Linked DNA regions of Mus musculus: region 1 is linked to region 2. Evidence: chromatin contacts called from public promoter capture Hi-C data. All regions are on one chromosome and are shown on one strand. The core of a region is the stretch at or near the end of the contact, and the rest is flanking DNA. Distances in the headings are between cores, read along the strand shown.

Region 1 (5,513 bases), core at 1,339-3,838, 71 kb after region 2:
TGAGGTAGGTATCTACATGGGTTAAACCAATAAGCTTCTCTCCTTGGACGTTCTTCCCCGCAAATGGTATTCAATCTCTGGTGTGCCCTGACGAGGTGGTATGCATCCATTTTCCACAATGAATAATCAGTAAATAGTTTGGAGCCAAGGACTGTCTCTTTCATCAAAAACTGCTGTGGGGAGCATGAGAAGGCCTTCACCTACCCAGCCGCACTCCCTAACTCTCCCGCAGAAGGCCTGCCTGCACTCCAAGACAACCCTCCACTAAGCTAAGGACCCAGCCCTCTACAGCAGCAGTGAAGGGTAAGTACGGTCCAGGGTCTCTGTGTTCTGCCTCCCCAGCAGAGTTTCCCACACCCCAGCGGCCGGGGAGAACATGGACTCACACCCATCTGGAGCTGATCTTGCACAGCTTTGGACAGTCGGGCTGCAGTGCCTGACAGACCATGAGGATGGAGTAGGAGTAAGAGCTCACCAGCTCCTGTGAAGGATCAGGCTACAGAACAGGAAATCTGACGCAAAGGCTAAGGTAGCAAAGCAGACAGGCACAGTGTGAAGACGGAGATGTCTAGCTTTCTGGCCCTCTCCTGTCAACCGTTAGATATCTGATGGGGAATATTAGATATCAGAGCCAGTGCTTCAACTGAAGGGACCCTTGGGTCGCATCATGTTGGTTTGTTATATACTGAGACCTAATGGGTAGATATTACAGAGCATTTGACAAACTTCCATTAAAGTTGGTCTGGAAGTCAATAAAATATAGTTGGTATTTCTGGCTTAAAAAAAAAAGAGGAGGAAGAAGAGGGGAGGAAGAGGAAGAAGAGGAAGGAAGAGGAAGGGGAGGAGGGGAGAGGAAGTAGAGGAGGGGGAGGAGAAGGGAAGAGGGGAGGGGGAGAAGGGGGAAGGGAGCGGAGGAGGCGGGAGGAGGACATCTTTAGAAACAAAACTGCAGGAGCTGGTGGGAAGGCTCATCCTGCCCTTCTACAGAATCAGAAGTGGGTTCTTAGCACCCAAGTCAAGAGACTCGCAGCTGCCTGTAACTCCAGCTGCAGGAGAGCCAAGGATTTATTCTGGCTTCTGTGGGCACTCACACCTACATGGCACTCAAACACCAACACTCACACACTCAATCAATCAATATCCAAAACTTAAAATCTTAATAAAAAATATAAATCCCGGGCTGGCAAGATGGCTCAGTGGTTAAGAGCACCGACTGCTCTTCCGAAGGTCCAGAGTTCAAATTCCAGCAACCACATGGTGGCTCACAACCATCCGAAATGAAATCTGATGCCCTCTTCTGGAGTGTCTGAAGACAGCTACAGTGTACTTACATATAATAAATAAATAAATAAATAAATAAATAAATAAATCTTTAAAAAAAATATATATATATATATATATATCCCCTTAGCCAGTCATGATGGCGCACTCCTTTAATCCCAGCATCCTGGAGGCAGAGGCAGATGGATCTCTGCATTTAAGGCCAGCTTGTTCTACAGAATAAGTTCAGGACAGCCAGGGCTACACAGAGAAACCCTATTTGGGGGTGGGGGGGAATCCCTTTTAAAAAAGAGAGAGGTAAAACCTCAGGGTGCCTGGGTGAGGGGGCAGGAAGGCAAAACTTTATGCTTCTAAAAAGTTAGAAATCTATGTGGCGTTTTCTTCTCTAATCAAGCATTAACATCGAAGCCGGATTTTCATTTTGCTGTCTCTCTTCAGAGAAAAGATGCTCTACTCCCTGAAACAGGAACTAGAGGAAGTTGATACTACTCAAGATCTAGTTCAAGAAAGTCAGGGTTGGCCTGAAAGCAAGCGTGAAGTGTTTCGCACACCCAAAATGTTAAGAGCAGTGGCCCCCGGTGTGAAAGGTCTCCCATGGTGTTAAGAGGGGAGCAGGGGCCAGGCATGTGGCCCGCCAACATCTTAGCGGGGACAAAGGTGGGTTCTAAAAGTTAAAATCTCAGAGAAAAGCTACACATGGACAGGCTCTTCTGAAAGGGACAGGATAGCAATGCCGTGAGAAAGAAAGGTATTTGGTTTGGTTCTCAAGATAAAAACAACATCTAAATACTCTGTCACTCGTCAGCAGCACCTGTGGACCCGCGTCCAGCGGTCAGGATGCTGTCCTGCTAAATCCTATGAAACAGCTCATGGAAGCAGAGACGTTTCCTTCCAAGGTTGAGAAGCAGAATCTGATATTAAAATGATCCTGCCCAACTCTGCATGGCGTTGGAGGTAGAATGGAAAGGGGGAGGGGGAACATCGAGGCTACGCAGATTTCTTTGACAGTCTCGCCCTTGCTGTATACTTTCATTCTTAAGTTCTTCAACTGTGTGGTCCGTTTGGCTGCTTTTCAATGTGGAGAAATTATCATCTGGTTCCCGACTGACCAGAGGCTCTGGCATAGGGACGGTGACCTGTTCTCTAAGTCTCCTGGAAAAGAACCAGCTGTGTGCTTCTGGAGCCTGGCATCTTGACCTGGCCAGAGCTTTCCTCTTCCTCCTTCCCCCGTGTTTCTTCCCTTACCGTTGCAGTTTGCCGCAGCACTGGTAAGAACAGGAAGTGCCAGGTTTCCTCTCCAGGGCTTCCGTAGAAGGGATGTGCTTACCACATCGAAAACACCAGCCGGAAGGAGAAATGCTCACACCCTCTAGAAAGCATGGCCCTCTCCGCCCACCCTACCCCCACTATAGCCACGTACCTCCTCTATGCCCTCCCATACTGGCCCCACCCCACCCCCAAGAGCCTCAGAGCCATGGGTTTGGGCCGCGATCACACTCAAGCCAACTTTAACCCCACTGAAAATTGGTTTGATGTTTATAATCCCGGCACTCGCGTTAGACTTTAAGGGATTGGTTGGATGGTTCAGTTTATGGGTCACGTGCTTGCCAGCAAACTTGACAACAAACTGGAGCCCACAACAAGAGGAGGAGACAAACTCCACAAACCAACCTCTGACTTCCACACAAATTCCCTGGTGCACGCACACACACACACAAATTACACATGTTTTTAAAATGGAGGAGGCCAATGCTGTCCGTGGTGTCACTAGCTGTAATCCCAGCATTTAAGAGGCAGGAGTTAGGGAAGATCAGAGAGGAGTTTGAAGCCAACCTGGGTTATGTGGGACCACCATCTCAAACAAACAAACAAGCAGAGAGATAAAGAAATGGAAAGACGGAGTGCCTATAAACACCCTCCAGGCTGTCCCCACGTTGTGATGATGCCTCTGGAGTCCCAGTTGCAATAGGTGACAACTGCTACTCTGAGCCTCCTTACCTCTGCCCCATATGAACCTTCTCCTTATTTGGCATTTAATCAGTAAACGTGTGTTTTTCAGGGGCCACTGTTTTGATATCCAGGGCCGACAGTTTGATATACTTGATAGAGATGGTAGGGTGCTGAGATGGCTTTCTGTAGCACACTGATAACATCTTGACCTTAATCCCATGTGATCTTCTGCAAATCTTATCTGTTCTCAGCCCAGTGTTTCCCTCAGATGAAGTGGAATTATATAAAACATTAGTACAGAATAAGTGTGAGAACTGTTAGTGGTGATGGAAGGTGAGATGGCTAGTGGGGAGTTTTTAAAGTTGCTGTTAGTTTAATGGAGTCTCCTGGTTTGAACTCAGTCTCCTGAATTTCCCGCTGCATTCCAACTTCACCGTCATCACGGACTCTGTGGAACAGTGAGATCTTTGTGCGAAAAGCCCTCAGAGAGCACCTTGGGACACTCGAGACCACCACACTGTGGTGTCAGGTTGCTGTGAACAACAGTAGTGTCCTCGTTAAAAAGAAAGTGCTGGGCTGGTGAGATGGCTCAGTGGGTAAGAGCACCCGAAGGTCCGAAGTTCAAATCCCAGCAACCACATGGTGGCTCACAACCATCCGTAATGAGATCTGACTCCCTCTTCTGGAGGGTCTGAAGACAGCTACAGTGTACTTACATGTAATAAATAAAATAAAATAAAATAAATCTTAAAAAAAAAAAAAGTGCTTTTTAAAAAATAGTTTTATGGGGGCTGGCGAGATGGCTCAGTGGTTAAGAGCGCCGACTGCTCTTCCAAAGGTCCCAAGTTCAAATCCCAGCAACCACATGGTGGCTTACAACCATCCGTAACGAAATCTGATGCCTTCTTCTGGATTATCTGAGGACAGCTACAGTGTACTTACATATAATAAATAAATAAATCTTTAAAAAAAATAGTTTTATGTCTTTTGCTTTCCCTTTGTCTGTTGATGAATATTTTTGCTCCAGATACCTTTACAGTTGGCATTCCTTCTAGGCTCCGTCCAACAGTTACCTGGCAACAGCCGGGTAGGCCTGGCTTGCTATAAAGGGGGCTGTTCGGCTCCTTCACACTCCCTCTGCTCCTTCTCTTTCTGACTCTCTTCTCTCCCTGACTCCTCCCTCCTCTCTCCCTGATCCCTCTTTCTTCATGTGTTCCTGGACTGCCTCTCTTCCACCCCTCTCTTTCTGTCTCTCTGTGTTTACTCTCTTCTCACTTCCCCTTCCCATGCTTTAAATAAACTCTATTCTATCTATACTATAGAATAGTATATGGCTGGTCCCTCAGGGGGAAGGGATGCCTCAGCACGGGCCCGCTAAGGCACACCCCCATCCTCACCATACCTCTCTCTACAAAGCACATCCTTGACTTTTTTAAAAATATAGTGCTTGGTGCTGACTCTTGGATTTAGAAACTTTCAGGTTCTCATTTCCCAAGATTCAGATTTACAAACTTGCAAGTACATATTTCCCAACGCCACATGGACTTTGCAGACATTGGAAATTCTAGACCTCCATCTAAACCCTGGAGAAGTGGTAAGCTTCCCTTCCACTGGTCATCGTAAATGGCCCCTGGTTCCACGAGAGGGCTGTTGAACTCGAAGCCACTCTCTGATGTCCTTGAGGCTGGAGTTATTCACAGTTATGACCCTTCGTTCTAGGACATCTTCCCTTGGGTGCGATTTTTCTCTCTGCTTGAGGCAGTTTCTTTCTCACTGCTGGGAAATCCTAGGCCTAGGTAAACCGTTCTCTTGATTGTCATAGCTCTTTCTCTAGCCCCCATTTCATCGCATGACACCCTGATGATCTGGCTTGGCTGCCAACACTCCTAGCTATCACATGAATCCTCAGAAGGCTGGTTGAGATAATTGACAGCTTCTACTCTCAGTCCAAAGGAACCGTCTTCACCAATGCTTCCAGACTCCCTGCTGGGATGTCTCCCACTCTTAAAGGCTTCTGGATTCACAGGCTAAATTTGGCCCCAATACCCACTAAACAATACCTCTAAACAGCTGCTTAATGGCACTTTAAAAAGAAAACTTGTACAGCTCTCAGTAGCGATCCAAAAGATGGAAAAATTTCTATGTAGGCTTTTCCCCACCTAAGTTCCCAACCATCTTATTCTCGCTCCCAGACCCCTTCCCCTTTGACTTTTAGCCCCAGTCTCCAGATCTTGTTTAGGACCTAATTCACTCTGCAAAGGCACTTCTTCCACACTCCTGTA
Region 2 (5,917 bases), core at 802-3,301:
ATAAATACCATTAAGTAGTCCAAAGAGAATGCTTTTTTTTAAAATCTGAATTTGTTAACATTTAAAAACATATTTTGAGTAAATCACATTCTTCTTTCCCTTTTGTACCCCAACTCCTCCCAGAGAGCCCCCTTCAAAACCTGCAATACCTTTTTTTACCATATTCTTTAAAATTTATAAAATATTTTAACAATAAAAATGAGTATTATAAAAGTTGTTTGATATAAAACAACAATCAGTTGAACAGTCTTATGTAGATGTTTGTCTACAGTAACTGAAAATACATACATTTTTCTCAATATGAATTTTAAATAACTCCAAATATATTAACAAACAGCACAATCAATTAATTTTTGTGTATGACATTTTAAAATAATATATCACTATTAGTTTTTAATGAACATAAATAGATAAAAAGTCTTTTTGTTTGTTTTGTTTTGTTTTGAGTAGAGCTTAAAATCTTGGCTCTTACTGTGGTACAAACACAAAATAACAGTTTTTGGACATTAGAGTTCATTTTAATAAGGCAGTGTGGCTGTAATGCCAAGACTGCCTGTCACCTTTTAATGCTCTGCTCAGATAGACAGGTGACATCTCTCTCATAGCTATCTTGGTGGATATTTTAACTCTACTTGCATTCATGTATAGATATATATTTTGTCTTTTATATTTAAAAAAATTATGTGTGTGTGCTTGTGTGAGTTTTGCCTGTGTGGGGTTGCTCGAGGTAGCCAAAAGAAGACATCTGATCCACTGGAGTTGGAGTTACTAGAGGCTGTGAGTCACCTAATGTAGGTGCCAATAACTGAACTTTGTCCTCTGGAAGAAGCTATCTAGTCCCCTTGTCTTTGTTATTTAATCTTCTTGAGAATGTGTAAGCACACATTTGGAGGTCAAATGGTAACTTCATGGATAAGCCCTTGCTTTCCATGTTTTGAGCCAGGGTCTCATTTACCGCTGTGCATGCCAGGCTATCTGGCTCATGAGTTTCTGAGGAATTCTCCTGTTTCCATCTCTCTCTTCTTGTTATAGGAACACCAGGAATATGTACTACTATATCTGGCTTTACATGGGTTTTGGGGATCCAAACTAAGGCCCTGACACTAGCTTGGCGTGTTTTACCCACCAAACCATCTCTCCAGACCTATTTTTGCTTTTAAATCATCCATCCATCCATCCATCCATCTATCCATCCATCCATCCATTCAGGATGCACATGAAGGAGTATGTTAGGTCAGCAAACAACTTGAAACAGTGAATTTGCTCCTTTCTGTGTGGGTCCTGAGGATCAGACTCAGGTCATGAGGCTTGGAGACAGCTACCCTGACCATCTGAGCTCTCATCCATCTTATAAAAACTGTGGAGGACAGTGGTAGAAGATCCCTACTTTACATAAATTCTGATGTAAAAGTACGTATGTTAGAAAATCAAACAACTCCTCAGTAAACAAGGTATTGAATGGTAATTGAATCTTGATCTTTTGTGAGAAAACTTTTATCTACAATAAAAATGAGGCCAACTAAATCCACACAAAATTTAAAATAAACTTTATTTCTTCAAGTTAGCTCAAATTCTAGGACTTGGAGAAAAGCAGCTATAACCTGAGAACCGAGAGATGAGAACATTCTTACTTCCCTCTGAGTCCCGCAGCTCTTCTTTCCTTCACACTCGCTACTTGCTCTGGGGCATTACTTTGACACACATTACCTGCCACATTTCACAGGCGAGTATCAAGAAGTAAGAGACTTACCTAAAACATGACACAGATCTAATCCTAGTACCAGACCCCAAGCCTTATAAAAACCGTGGAGTATAGCAGTAGAAGATCCCTACCTTACATAAATTCTGATATTAAATTATATGTTAGAAAACCAACATTCCTCATGCTTTTCTCTATACTAATCCAGTGTGCTGGATGACTTCCGGAACTGAATTATAACTGTGACAATTAGTCAATAACTTACGTCACTTTTCTCCCCCAAGTTCACTCAGCCCAAAGGGCAAGGACTGTGCATACCTTAGACAGGACTGCCGACTGACTCATGTTGACCATGCTCTGCTCCCCAGTGAAGCCTATCCCTCCTGAATGTAGCAGTCCTTTTCTCACCCAGCCGTTCACTAGACACAGATAAAGCAGGTCACACTAACAGGGTTACCTTTGAAAAGCTTGTACTTGCCCCTCACTGCTGACTTATGGCCTTAGTCTCTTTCCCACAACGCAGCTTTTTGTGCACTGCTCCTACAGACAGTGTTAAGTGCCTAAAAAGTGCCTGGTAAGGTCCCAATAAAATTCTTTAACCTTATATTTTAGACAGGTACAATAGACACAAAAACAACTCACAGGACTGGAGATGAGGCTTAGTTGGTAAAGAGTGCCTGCTTAGTGGTAGTCAGTCCCTAGCACTGTACAAAACCAGACAAGGGGCGCATGCATCCTACCACAGAGAGGTTGGAGGCAAGAACTTCAAAGTCATTCTTGGATGCATGAAGAGTTGAACACAGGGCTGGAGAGCTGGCTCAACAGTTAAGAGCACCAATTGCTCTTCAAAAAGTCCCAGCAACCACACAGTGGCTCACAGCCATCTGTGAAGAGGGATCTGATGGCTTCTTCTGGTGTGTCTGAAGACAGCATACTGTCTGTATACATACTGTATATATAGTACAGTATACTCATATTCATAAAAATGAATGAATGAATAAATAAATAAATAAATCTTTAAGAAAAAAAATAATTGAACACAGCCTAAGATACATGAAATCCTGTCCCCAAACCAAGTCAAACACACTTCATAATAAAATGATAATATAGCCTATATTGTTTTACCACTACTCAAAAATGCTGTATGAAAAAAAAAAAAGTAAGTAGTGCCTCTCTCCAATCCTTTCACTTTTTGATACTTTTCAGTAACAAACAAGTAGGCAAAACAAAAAGTGTGCCAAAACACACTGTACTCTCTAAGAGGCCCATTGTTTAACTGTGATGAGCCTCAACACAATTCCTCAATTGTGTTCTGAAGAAGACCAGAAGTAGCTAAATACACGACAGAAATAAGGAAGTGGTGTCTGGACTCAGTCAGTCTAACTAGTGGAAATGAATTTATATTATCTACTGGGATCAGCTATGACACAGAAGTGAAAAACACATTACCAGAAAACATGGTTCATGATGCAAAATTTTACTTTATGTTTTCAGGAACTTACTAATATAACAACACTGACCAGAACTCTAACAATCTCTTTCTACACTGACACCATGGCATCCCAAACCTTACGAACCTCTGTGAGCTTAAGTACAGATGAGAACGAGCCCCGACTACCTGCAGGTGCGGCCATACACTGAGTCAGAGGCTCCCACACTGGAAAGGAAGTGTTCACCAGAGTATGCCAGTCAGAACATCAGGCCAAGATGGCAAAGCTCCAAAGCAAAGACTTGATGCAGAGAGGTGTAGGAACGCAGAGAAGACTTGTAAGGAACTCAGACAAACACAAGTTCATGGGACTGATCAAAAGATTTATGTCATGGGGCCAGGGAGATGGCTCTATGGGCAAAGATACTTTCTGCCAAGCCTGACAACCTGGTTCTTTCCATCTCCAGAAACTACATGGTGGAAGGAATGCTACACCATGTACAAATTTTCCTCTGACCTCCACACACATACATATACAAATCAAATAAATGTAAAAGCAAAAGTTTTAAAAATTTAGTATACAAACAAATGCTAGTAAATAAAACAAGATTTTAGTGAATCCAAAAACAAACTGAAAATAGATAGAGTGAGTGGGCCATTTATTACAGACCACTAATTCTCAACCTACTACATTAGGAGCCTACCTACTTTGGGAATTGAATATTTAGGACATCTGCTCATTCCAGTCAATCGTGCTCGCTCCGGTCAACTCCACTCGCCCAGTCCCTGCTCACTCCGGCCCAAAGATTTACTTATTATACATAAGTACACTGTGGCTGTCTTCTGACACACCAGAAGAGGGTGTCAGATTTCATTATGGGTGGTTATGAGCCACCATGTGGTTGCTGGGATTTGAACTCAGGACCTTTGGAAGAGCAGTCAGTGCTCTTACCCACTGAGCCATCTCACTAGTCCCAAACTTCTGTCTTTCTGCCTTCATCTTCCAAGTGCCAGGATTACAGGTATGCTTGACCATGCTACTTTTTAAGGTTTATTTTCTGTGTACAAATATTTGCCTGCATATATATGTATACGTGTGTGTGTGTGTGTGTGTGTGTGTGTGTGTGTGCACCCCATGCATGCCTAGTGCTGGTGGAAGTCGGCGGGGGTGGGGTTGTGGGGGGTTAGATTGCCTGGATCTGGAGTTACAGACAGACTGTTGTGAGCTGCCAGACGACCAGAACTGAGTAGTGACTGCTAACTTTCATCTTGTCTTTACACATTCAATGATAACTACAATGGGAACTTTCTGCATTGCATATTAAACATACTGACCAAATTAGGACACTGCCACTACATTACCTAATATGATGTATTTTATTCCTCTTCTGAGCTCTCTACTCCTGTGGGGAAGACACTAACTTTATAGATTTGCAGAGGGAGGATAGATAGAAAGGCTCCCAACATAGCTGGGGCTGAAGAATCAGCTGTGATTAACAAGATACCAGAACTACTAAAGCAAAAACTTTGCATTACTGGGACTTTTGATGCTGGTTAGCTGGAGCTAAGAAATTAGCGGTGATTAAGAAGAGACCAGCATCATTGAGGTGACATCTTCTGGGAAGTGTTTTCTGAGAGCACAGTGGCTGCGTTCCAGATATAGCCAAAGTTGTACCTTGTGCTCTGGCTGGACTTGGTAACGTGTAAGGGTCACCCAGGTGGTACTGGTTTTGAAGGCATGAAGGAGTTGAGCAGAGCAGCTGAGGCTTGGCACTGTGAGAGGCCATGGAAGGCCATTGGTGAAAGTGCAGCCTGGACTTTCCACCCTGCCTCAGCCTACAGATTGCTGGGATCACATGGGTACCACCATGTCTGGCATATCTTTTTTGCTTTATCTAAAAGTACATAGCAAGGTATTACACGGACAACAAAACCTGAAAATGTTTTTCTTTTCTTTTCTTTTCTTTTTAAAGATGTATTTATTTTTATTATATATAAGTACACTGTAGCTGTCTTCAAACACTCCAGAAGAGGGAGTCAGATCTCATTACGGATGGTCGTGAGCCACCATGTGGTTGCTGGGATTTGAACTTCGGACCTTCGGAAGAGCAGTCGGGTGCTCTTACCCACTGAGCCATCTCACCAGCCCGAAAATGTTTTTCAAATAAACAATGCTAGCCAATTTAAGCAAACTGCTACCATTCGTTGTTGTATCTTGAAAATAAAGTGAACCTTTCTGTTCAGACCCTTCCTTCAGTCACCAGGAAACTGATAACACTATGACTGATAACACTATGACTCTTTCACAAAGGTAGGGTGGGGGATGGCAGATATGCAAAGAATTTTGAAGTTTCACCAGCTACTTTTCTTGTTGCTGTAATACCAAACAAAAACAGCTTACAGAAGAACTTTTTTTTTGCTGATTGCTGTGGCTCAGAGTTTGAATGTACAGTCCACCATGGTGGGGAGGGCATGATGGCAGGAAATGAGGCTGCTGGCCACATCACAGTCACATTCAGGAGGCAGAGACAAAGCGCAGTTCTCAGCTTCTTTTTATTCAGTCTAGGATCCTAGTCTATGAACTGGTGGCGTCCAGAGTTAGGATGGTTCTTCCCACAACACACCTAATCCAGACACCCCTCACACATGCACAGAGTTTTGTTTTCATGGTTATTATAAATCCTGTCAGGGTCACAACCAATGTTAACTATCACACCATCTAAATTTCTATTTCCAAATTCTTTTGTCTCCAAATAAGTATTATTATCACAAACGAATGCCTATGAAAT

Evidence for each region. Promoter capture Hi-C pulls out the DNA fragments that hold promoters and counts their contacts.
Region 1: a promoter capture Hi-C map of liver shows a contact between it and region 2, with 2.0 times the contacts expected there. The contact joins two enhancer-like sites. A contact is called at or near these places in 9 of 39 promoter capture datasets (the 3T3-L1 cell line, 3T3-L1-derived adipocytes, the HPC-7 cell line and 5 more), 2 of 115 datasets of contacts at active chromatin or transcription factors (CD8 T cells and embryonic stem cells) and 2 of 9 other capture datasets (adipose tissue and liver).

Annotation. Positions count from the first base shown.
Region 1 is chr16:32,127,768-32,133,280 of GRCm38.p6, forward strand. No RefSeq gene overlaps it. Among named protein-coding and RNA genes, the nearest start is that of Cep19, 31 kb to the left of the region's middle. Within about 2 kb of position 2,589, at least 161 of the 459 cell types and tissues checked have an H3K27ac peak or open chromatin away from gene starts, as enhancers often do. A contact at or near this core is called in CD8 T cells, the HPC-7 cell line, adipose tissue and 1 more, where this site is marked.
Region 2 is chr16:32,056,965-32,062,881 of GRCm38.p6, forward strand. The region is part of intron 1 of Pak2 (p21 (RAC1) activated kinase 2); the gene reads right to left. Among named protein-coding and RNA genes, the nearest start is that of Gm26419, 6.0 kb to the right of the region's middle. Within about 2 kb of position 2,052, at least 109 of the 459 cell types and tissues checked have an H3K27ac peak or open chromatin away from gene starts, as enhancers often do. A contact at or near this core is called in CD8 T cells, the HPC-7 cell line, adipose tissue and 1 more, where this site is marked.